Linked DNA regions of Columba livia: region 2 is linked to region 1. Evidence: chromatin contacts called from public Hi-C data. All regions are on one chromosome and are shown on one strand. Each heading gives the region's core, a stretch centred on a gene start, on an enhancer-like site or on the middle of the called end of the contact. The rest is flanking DNA. Distances are from core to core; before and after follow the strand shown.

What was found. Hi-C and Micro-C count contacts between places; a contact is called where the count stands out from the background.
Region 2: a Hi-C map of crop shows a contact between it and region 1, with 2.3 times the contacts expected there. The contact joins two enhancer-like sites. A contact is called at or near these places in 2 of 2 Hi-C or Micro-C datasets (crop and liver).

The regions. Positions count from the first base shown.
Region 1 is chr13:5,687,451-5,692,632 of bColLiv1.pat.W.v2, reverse strand. All of the region lies in intron 2 of LOC110360456 (a long non-coding RNA gene), which reads left to right. Among named protein-coding and RNA genes, the nearest start is that of PSMD7, 60 kb to the left of the region's middle. Within about 2 kb of position 3,157, at least 1 of the 3 cell types and tissues checked has an H3K27ac peak away from gene starts, as active enhancers do.
Region 2 is chr13:5,726,632-5,731,813 of bColLiv1.pat.W.v2, reverse strand. All of the region lies in intron 2 of LOC110360456 (a long non-coding RNA gene), which reads left to right. Among named protein-coding and RNA genes, the nearest start is that of PSMD7, 20 kb to the left of the region's middle. Within about 2 kb of position 2,148, at least 1 of the 3 cell types and tissues checked has an H3K27ac peak away from gene starts, as active enhancers do.

The DNA.
Region 1 (5,182 bases), core at 1,908-4,407:
GAGTTGTACTCGCCCCTGCTCCTGGTGTCCTTGCGGGCTGGCTGTGCAGAGCCCGGGGCTGCAGAGCCACCAAGGAGCTGGACTTGGAAAAACCGTTTGTCCCACCTTGTCCAAGATTTGGCTGGTTTTGTGGGAACATGTGGCTACAGGGTTGGTGGTTATTCTCAAACTGTCAATAACAGCTGAGTGTTTCCTGATCTGATCTGATCTATGAGTCGGTTGTCAGTGCTGGGTGGCCTGGACAGACCTGAGTGCAGCGGGGCAGCCCCGCGCCCACCCCAGCCCCCCCCCTCTGAACCATGGGCATTTCTGACCAGAACACTGAGAAACTTTGGGCTTCACAGATTAAATCTCACGTCCTGAAGTGCACCCAAAAGCTGACAGGCAATGCGGCACAGAAAGCAGTAGGAGTTAATAATACATCCAAGTCTCCTGCCACATCCTAAGGCTTTTTTCTTCAATATTATTCAAAATTTAGGCACCTTTCATGTTAATTAAATGGTAACTTTCTGTATCCCATGATCAAACTATCCAATAACACTTGCTCAGAGCAATCAGAAATGACAAAAATAAAGTACTAATATAATTTTATTATGAATGATTTGATCCCCAGGGTTTCTATCATATTAAACAAAGAAACAAATTAACCAGTGACTGGATTAAGTGGAGGAACTTGCATCATGTCGAGGCAATAGATTTTTTTCATAGTTAAGCTGCCAGCTACTTTCATGCTTCAAGTCCGGTTTCCAAGTTTCCCCACGGATTTCCTAGAAATAATGCTGCTGCTATGTATCATTGCATATGTCAGCATGTAGTTTTTTTTTTTCATAGGAAATGTAATAGAGAGCATCTGAAGAGGAATTTTGAATGCGCTAATCTGCATTTCCACATCTATGGCATGAACAGCAGTGCCGGTGGCTTGGGCGGGTTTGTGAGTTCCCATCCCATGACAGGTTGTTGTGCCAGCCCCGGGCAGCACCTCCCACGCCTCACTGTTATTTACTCGCTCGCTTCCCAGCTTTTCAAAATAATTACCATCTTCCCTATTTTAGCCGTTAGTTTTCTGTAGGAGACCACTGCGCGTGTGGACTGTCAGGTAGGAGGGGTTCCCATTTCCCATGTGTAGAGAAGTGTTTATTGTGGCGAAGGGAGGCAGCGGATGGTGGAAGCTGCCTGGCAGGACCTCCCCCAGAGAAGGGGTTGTGGCTGCAGGGGCTCCTGGGACCACCAGCCCTCCTGTACCGCCAGTCCTCCTGTACCCCAAGCCCTGGGACAGCCGTGTCCTGCTCCTGGGAAAGCCACAGCCATGTCCCATCCCTGGGATAGCTGTGTCCCGATCCTAGGACAGTCACAACCATGTCCTGTCCCTGGGACGCTGTGTCCCATGCCTGGCCCCACTGTGCTGCCGGGCTGGCGCTGGGCCGGGGCAGTGCCTCTGGAAGCTCCTCTGCCTCTGCAAGTGCTGCTGCAGACTGGGCTGTGTTACAGTTTATATTATAGGCATATATATATACACACACACACTTTGCTCTTTAAGCACCAGTCAGGTACCAAATGGAACCTACATCCTACTGCAGTTTGCAGTGCTGCTCAGGAGGTGAGATCGTCTGGATTTCTCTCAGAGATGCACTTGTCCTTGCCAGCACTGAGGCATAAAGGGGGACTATGTTCTTGACTCCAAATGCTTATTCTTCTTCTTTTCAAGTTCAGACGTAAATTTGTGCAGTGGTTCCTGGCTCTAACCATACTGGTGGCCTTTGGAAATGACGTGGAGTTCGGGTTTTTCCTCCCCCAAGACTCCATGTGTCCAGTGCACAACTGATCCCATTATGTCTTTTCCCTCTGTTCTTGTGAGCTCTTCTGGGAGAGCCAGGGCAGCTCTGACACCAGGACTGAGCAGGAGCATCTCTGAACAATGTGAGGAAAAAAATGTGTTTTCTGTATAATTTGTCTTAAGGCTTTGTGGCAATCGTGTGCTGTTCAGCTTTTGAAGTGTATCCCTTCCTTAAAACACCGGCATGTGACCAGGCTCAGAACAGGAGTCACCCCGAGCCTGTCCGATATCCTCAAACTGTATTATATACCGACAAAATGTGTGATGAGGACTTTCCTGACTGGGACAACACTGATAAAGAATCCAGGAATCTGCAGTGGGTTTGGGGTTTTAATTGCATTCTTGCCCCCAAAAGCTTGATTTCACAGTAAGGCAAATAATGTGTTAAAGACCTTGTGCAGAAAAATAAGTGTATACTGTACTTAAAATCTGTGCGCAGTGCACTGCCGCTTTGTTGTTTGCTTTGCTCCATCTCAGCGGGACCCGGTGCCGCAGTCCCCTGGCCGTGCTGCTGCCATTCCTGGCTCATGACGGGGATGCAGCATCATCCGTTCTGCGTCCTCAGGGGAGGCAGCCTGAGTCCTGCTTGTAATTGTCAGTTACTAATTAACATCTTTGCTTTGGGCTGTCATGGGCAGATTTGGCACAGGAAGCTCTCAGGTTGTCTGCTGCCGAAACCGCTGTGGTTTGTGTGTTTGGAATGGGGACGTGGTGCAGGAGCCAAACCCTGCCCGCGCAGGGGGAACGACGGGGAACGTTATCGAGTCCCTTGGCTTTTAATACTACATCTCATCCTAATATGCCGTGTCAGATGACTTCGCTCACATATCTTTCTTCCTAAAAAGGATGATATTAGAACATAGGCATTAATCAAAACTAGGGTAAGCTAAAGCATGGCCGTTCCGGGCAGCCTCTGGTTTCAGCAGTTGTGAAATAATGGCCAGCCTCCTGCTCCTCGCTCTAAACATCTGGACGAGGACGCTGAAAGAATTAAATTTTGTGCCTGAAAAATGACATATTGAGTAGGAGCTCTGCTTTCATCTCTGCGATGGTGTTTTTAGGAGAATACGCGCCGAGTCTCAGCGTTAACATTCTTTAACTGCTCCTCAAATTACTAATGCTTCACGTTGCTTTAATCCATTCTGCTGTAATAGCTTTATTAGATTAAACTCCCTGCTGAGCAAGTGAGGAACAGTGGGATTATCACACTTCCCTTTGAACAGCCAGTAAAGACAAAATAAATGGTTAACAAAATAGAACAAATTCAGTTTGCAGGTGATCTGCGGTTCTCAGCCTCGTGGACCGCAGATAGGCCCCGCGCCTCCCTATTATTCCTTGCTTGAAAAATGCCTTTTTAGCAGCTTGAAGAAATTCCCGAGGTACAAAAGAAGTCCTAATGGAATAAAAGTTCCTCTCTCCCCTTTGGATGTGTTGTTAATTGCGTTGTGCCTACTGCAGGAACAGTGTGAGGAAAACGTGAAAGTTTATTTTAAAACAATTTTTGTAGCTTTACTTTTGATGAAGCCGTTGGTGCACCAGTAACAGCCTTTATCCAGTGTCTCCCAGAGTGGGAACTCCTAATCACTGATTTTTATTTTTTTTTAGCAAATCTAATTAACTATTTGAAGTATTTCGTCAAGAGGCTCACGGTTACTATACACAAGCAGTGGGTGGCTCTTCTAGAGTCTCTTAAAAACTCAGTTTCTTCTCAGCATTCTTAAAATCCTCGTCTGCTGGAGCAATTTGAATTTTGTTATTAGTGACTGCTGGAAATCATAATTCAATAAAGACTAACTCATTTAAAAATGCTTCATGCTGAGTGTGCATTAGGTAACTTGGGAAACTTAGGAGACACAGAAAAACATATCCTAATATTCAGGTCTACACAGGAAATTGGAATGGCACTGAGCAGTTTGAAGGAGGCTTTTTGTATTTTTTTAAGAAGCTGCAGAAAGGTTGGAAGGAATGCAGTTTTTTTCTGGTAAATGTGTTCCTTCCCTCTCCCCAGCACTTTTTTCCTGATGCGCTGGCGTCTGTCCAAAGGAGTTAAAGCCCCAGCGTACTAGGGGACAGTGAAAATATACATGATAAACATTTCTAGAATAATTCCATAGATAAGAAAGCCATCATGTTTCTTCTCCTAAACTCCTTGTATGTCCCTTATTACTTGTCTTGAATGAGTTTGGAAGTTTTAACTATCTCTCCAGCCCCATCTCTCCCATTCCCTTTATGGCAATAATATTACGGTCGTAGAATATATAGTCTTGCCATAGGGGATTGGGCCTCCTGCTCAGGTTTTTAAGCCACATCTGCAGCTGCAGCTGGAGCAAGCTTTGAAAAAGATGGGTATTATGAAAGGATGTCATTTTCTAACAATGAATCCTCCTTCAGAGGACGCTGCACGGCTCTTTGCTGCCTGGCGCGGTCCAGCTGCCGGCTCCTCTGCACTTCATTTGCTGCTCCGCTCACCCTGGGAAATACACAGGGGTATTTTTTCCCAGTTTCTTTCCCCACAAGTTGTTTCATCTTTAGAATCACAACATTTCCTGCCAACATCAGAGGTTTCCCTTCTGCTCTCCTTTCCCCCTTGTTCTTTCTAGCCATTTTCAGACTTATATAGCCCTTCTGTTTCTGACCACTTCCCTTTCATCCCCGGTCCTCTCGCGGTGCTTCCCTTGTTTCAATTCTCCGCTTAGCTGGGGTTCAGAAAACAATTGCCGTCTTCCACCTGTTTTTCCTCCTTTGTTGCTCTGTGGTTTGGCTTAACCTCTCTTTGTCTGCTTTTCCCGTCTTGGGGTTTTCTTTCTTTTTTTTTTTTTTTTTTTCTCTTTTTTCCCCCTTCACCCTCTTTTTGAAATCAGAGAAAATGATCAATATTGTTTCCCCCTCACCCTGTTTGATAAGATAATGCTGGGCTAATGCGGTGGAGGAGGATTTGTTGTGGCTGCAGAGGGAGGAGTGGAGTGAAGGTTCCCCAGGCTGAGTGCGGGCAGGGCAGGCAGTGTGGGCAAGGCAGGCAGCGTGGGCAGTGTGGGCAGTGCGGGCAGGGCAGGCAGCGTGGGCAAGGCAGGCAGTGTGGGCAGCGCGGGCAGGGCAGGCAGTGCGGGCAGGGCAGGCAGTGTGGGCAGCACATGCAGTGCGGGCAGCACAGGCAGTGCGGGCAGCGCAGGCAGTGTGGGCAGCGTGGGCAGTGCGGGCAGGGCAGGCAGTGTGGGCAGCACAGGCAGTGCGGGCAGCGCAGGCAGTGTGGGCAGCGCAGGCAGTGTGGGCAGCGCAGGCAGTGTGGGCAGCGCAGGCAGTGTGGGCAGCACAGGCAGTGTGGGCAGCACAGGCAGTGCGGGCAGGGCA
Region 2 (5,182 bases), core at 899-3,398, 40 kb before region 1:
GGTGACCTTGGGACACCCCTGCAGCTCCGGAGACAGCAGGTCCCTCCCCAGGCTGTGTCCGGAGCTTTCACTGGGCAGCAGGAATATCACTCAAAAGCCATGTACTTTAATGAAGCTGTTTCTCTGCTAAGAATGAGTTAGATGAGGTAGCTGTCAAAATATGTGCTTCTTCCTCTTCTGACCTAAAAAGTCTGTTTTTTATTCCCCGATGCCATGCGGCCAAACTTTCTCTCTTCTTAGACTTCAGAAAGGAGACTGTGATGGTGATACTGTGGTGGATACATTGAGGACTGTGTAATTAGCATCTGAAATCATCACTTAATAGCTTGTCTTCATAAATTTGTTTTCCTCCTGGAAAAAAAGTGTTGATATTTTAAGCATTTTAACTGTTCCTGCTTTTTTTTTTGCTTCCTTTTATGACATAAAAATTCAGTTTGCTGGTTCATTTTGAGCCTGACTGGAAGGGTAAGTTTGTTTATTTTGGCAGCTTAGCTGTAGATCAGCCAAGAGGAAAATGAAAAACTGCAGCCTGTGGACATTCTGCTTGTGCTTATCGAAGTCCTGCTGGAGCAGGGATAACCATCTCTTTCACAGGAAAGGAAGGTTGGAGGGAAGCCTCACTTATTTGTTTTCTTTCTTTGTTTTTTACTGTATCAATTATGCAGGAATTTTGAACGTGACAGGTCTGTCAGTATCAGCAGTGGTGTAGACACACCCATGAACAGTCAGCTGTGGGTACAGTCTGAAGTATTTTTGTCCAACAGAAGTTGGAATAAATATATTAAATATTTTTTTTCTTCTTCTAATGTTTTGAAAATGATTTTAGACTGTGTATCTTCCGTTTGATGAGCATCAATCTAGCAGTGCATCAGAACACAGTAATAATTGCTGTAGGTTCCTTTTGTGGTGTTCCAGCTCCGAGCAGGGTGTGCATTCCAGTGGAGCAGGCAGTGCTGGTCAGGACGGGTGCTGCTGGGTTCTGCTGCTGCCACCCCAAACATCTCACAGGTGTTGTCAGTCCTGTCAGGGCCCAGCTGGGACGTGTGGAGGGTGCAGAGGGAGCCCCGCGGCCACCGCTGAGCCGGAACCCCCTGGGCTGAGGGACCCGCTGTGTTCTGTTCCTCTGGCCTGACACGAGTGCCAGCAGCGCTGCCACCTGTAGAGCCTGGCACTTGGGAGCTGGCAGGTAAGTCTGGGGGTGTAATTCCAGCTTAACAGGATTTTTAACATCTGGAACGTGCCGTGTGCTACCATATTGGTGAGAGGTAGTGAGCAGCGTCGTTTTACAAATCCTCACTTAAATTTGCTTTGACAAAGTGCAGGGAAATAGAGCATCATCATATATTTAACATTAAAATATTTTAAAGTTTGTTATTTATCAACTTTCCAACAGTATTTTCATTATGCATTGTGCTTTATGTGCTGTTTATTACTGGGATATATGGGAATTTTTTCTTATGAAGGATGATGAACATTCAAAATCCTAATTCATTAGGAGTTGGTCACAGTTCAAATACTATTGCTATTCTGTTTTAAAAACAAAAGATACTGGGGAGGTAGGAAGAAGAAACTAGATTGAAAAAGTGAGGGACTTTTAAAATGCTCCTTGCTAAAAGGCATCTACCCTATCCTCTGAGGTCATGGGTATTGGTTTTATGTCAGTTTTTTCACAAATAAGCTATTATTTCAGTTATTCTAATCATACATGTACACTAAATACTAATACAATTCTACCTTGTGTATCTGAGAAGAAAAAAAAATCTTATTCTTTTGTTTTGGGAAGGCCAGTGGCTGTAGCTCTGGTGGATTAGCAGATGAGAAGCCTATTCCAGAGAAACAGCTCTTTCAGGAAAATTACTTTGACAGAAGAGTCTAATTCATGTGACCAGAATTCACATGCTTTAAAAGTAATTAGGGTGACTGGCTTCAGTTAGAAATAAATACACAAACCAAACCCAGCAGTAGATTTGGCTGTTGCTCAGCAGCCTTCCCTGGCCATGGGTCCATCCTGCTGCTGGGGGGAGTGGGGAGAAGGAGTCACTGAGAAGCTGAGAAGCCTTTATTGCTGGAGAACAGAGTCATCCCTGTCCTTTTAGGCAGCGGGGTTTGAGGAGCTGGGAGCAGCCTCGCCGCGGAGGTGCTGTGTCCCGTGGCTGTGCGTGGGGAGCCTGCGGGGTTTATTGAGATCACCTCTGTGCATTAGGAACACTGCACCCACGATTGAGGAAAGTGGGCATTCAAGTATCAGACACAGCTGGTGGCATCGCACATACGACATCCCTGCGGCTGGTACCCGGTGTGCCCCGCTGTGGGTGGAGAAGGCTGGACTGGTAGCGCACTCCTGGACTGGAAGAAAGCTGCTGTATTTTCTTGATGTGTCTTTAAATCATTAAAAAGCCTTTGGAGGGGAGAGGGGATGAAAAATCTCTGGGAGAAGTGATGCTTTTGATGGTCTTTTCTTTGTGGCCAGTACGCAGCACTGAGCATCATTTCCCCCACTTATTTTTGTCCTGGTAACAAATCCACATCGTGGGTGTAATGCTGCTTTGCTACTGTTGGTTGTGTGCCCGAGGCAGCGCCTTCCCCTGACTCAGGTTTCTGCTCTCACCGGGTGGGGAATGAGGAGACTGACAGCGCTGGGCTGCCCTGCCAGCCTGGGCCGACCTGGCCCAAGGAAAAGCAGCTTCACTGGATCTCATTTGGGACTCACCTCGATCGTATTTCCTTACACTGCACAAGTGTATCTCTCTGATCCAATTGCAACAGAATTCGCAGGTCATGATGAAATAAAAGCAAAATCTGTGTGTGGTGAGCTGTGGTGACAGCTGGACGGGTGTGTGCTTGGGGAAAAATCAATTTGCAGAATCAGGACAATTTCCAGTGCAGAATTCGCATATAAACCAGGCCTGTGCTGTGGTTATTGGTGCAGGGCTGGTGACAGGGGAGGTGGTGTGGACGCCTTGTGTGGCGATGCTGCCTGGGTGTCCCCAGGGGTGTCTCAGCACTGGAGGGTGTCCCCGGGGCTGGGTGCGGTGCTTGGTGAGTGGTGGTGCCGGCGCCTGGCGGGGCTGCCCCGGCTGGTGGTGCCTGAGCCTTGCTGGGGGAGGAACGCGCCCTGTAGGTTTTCCCCAAAGGAAACATGAGGAAAACATCTTGTTTTAAGAGATATTTAATATGCTTTTCATATTTGGAAAATAGTTAATGTCTGGGAATGTCCTTTTGCTCCCTGGCCAGCAGATTAATATTCTTTTGATCTTTTTTTTAAAAAAAATTAGGTTAAAAGTGATTTATCTGCAACAAAAGCAGCAGCAATTACTTACTCTGTATTAATGCTTAAGGTTGCTTTCTTTTAAACATTATATTTGGGAGGGTAAAAGTTTTTAAAAATAAACATGTTTCAAATTATTTTTAGATTAAAATACTTTATGGAGGGAGAGTTGAATTTTAGTATTTGAGCAGTAAACCAGCAAATCAAGACTTTGGGGAAAACGCAGATGTAGAAAGGCCGAGCAGAAATGCGCTTTCCACTGACCGCAGCTAATTGTGCAGAGTGCCTAACGAGCGGGTGGTTATTGTGCCATGTGGTTGGTTTGCGGTGCTGCCAGCGCTGTGCCGGGTACGTGCCGGTGGGCGCAGGGTGGGACGCACCAGCCATCGCGCGCGGGAACACCTCGCCTCTTCAACTGCAGCGTGGCTTTCCATGGAAAGTCCGTTATTTCTATATATGAATATATTAAAATAATATATGAATAATATTTCAGGAGTTGATAAAAACCTGTTATTGGCTTAATGTCTTTCAGTGTTTCAGTAACTGATAGCTTGCTTTAGTTTTTTAAAGCTGAAATTTTTCTTGCCTGCTATCCGTTCAAATATTTCTTTAAATAGTTCAGAGTCTGTTGGACTTCTGGATCTTAGTGTGAAAATAATGTCCCTTTTAAATTACTCCTTTGTGCATAGCCAAGAAACTCAAAACCATTGAAGCTGGAATTTCAAATTCAGTAGATGTGATCATTGTTGAAGAAGGAAGTAGAAGCCAATTTTGAGGAAAACAGGTCCAGTAGTTTTAAATATATGGATATTTCAAGCTGGAATACTTGTCGATGAGTACCGGAACAATTCTAAGTTGGAAGTTTTTCTGTGATGTACATTAAATAAAAAGCAGAAGGCCTGTGTATGGGCATAGTCACCAGCAGCTCCGGGTCCTGGGCTGTGGGCGGCTGGAGCAAGCCGGGCTTCCCCAGCTGCCGTGGCTGGTGCCAGGATTGCTGTGGCTGGTGCCAGGATTGCTGTGGCTGGTGCCAGGATTGCTGTGGCTGGTGCCAGGTCTGGGCCATGTGGGGACGCGCTGGTCCCAGCGGCGCTGGCCGGAGGAGCCTCTCGCTCCACACTCTCTGCTCTGTCCCACCCTAATGGACCACGGCATGGCAACTCCAGGTTATTTTGCTTCGCTATACCTCAGGCAATACCTATCTATACGAAGGGGTGGGAAGATGGACAATATAGGCTAAAATAAATAGTCTATAAAATGCACAGTATGTGCAACATGCATGTGAGTACTTTCTGGCGTGTGGCTGCCTTGGCTGGTGTGCTGGTGCCAGGCCCAGGATGGACTGGCTCCCGGTTGGGCTATTCTGGGCTGCTGCACCTCCTCGGTTGTTTGGTAATACAGAAGGTATTTTGTGCTTCATGTAATGTTGATACCTTTACAAAAGTTATCTGCACTGTCACTTGGAATGGTTCTGGATGCACAAGCTTAGTCTAGACTGAATAAGCTTATTGTTTCCTCTGTCATGGCTGATGCAATTAGGGGTTTTGGTCTTATTAGCCCTATCTGATGAAGGTATGTGGCCAGAGGAAGCCCATTTATTAAGCCATGAGTCATTTCTGGGTATCGAATAGCCTGTGACTCACTCCTGCATCGCTCTGTGATGCCATCCTTTATCTGCAGGGCTGCTCCGTTGAACTTCTGCTGGCTTTGATTTGCTTCCTTGAGACTGCCTTGGCACAAGGTTATCCAGGATGAGCATATACATCAGCAGCTCGTTTGGATACAGAATAAGTTTTCTTGTTGTGGGTGATGTTGTGCAGTTCTCTCCAAACTTGACCTCTAGGCTATGGCAGAGATGTGTTCCTTGTTGAATTATCTTTACTTTGTGTCATTCTCGTCGCACACCTGATCTCC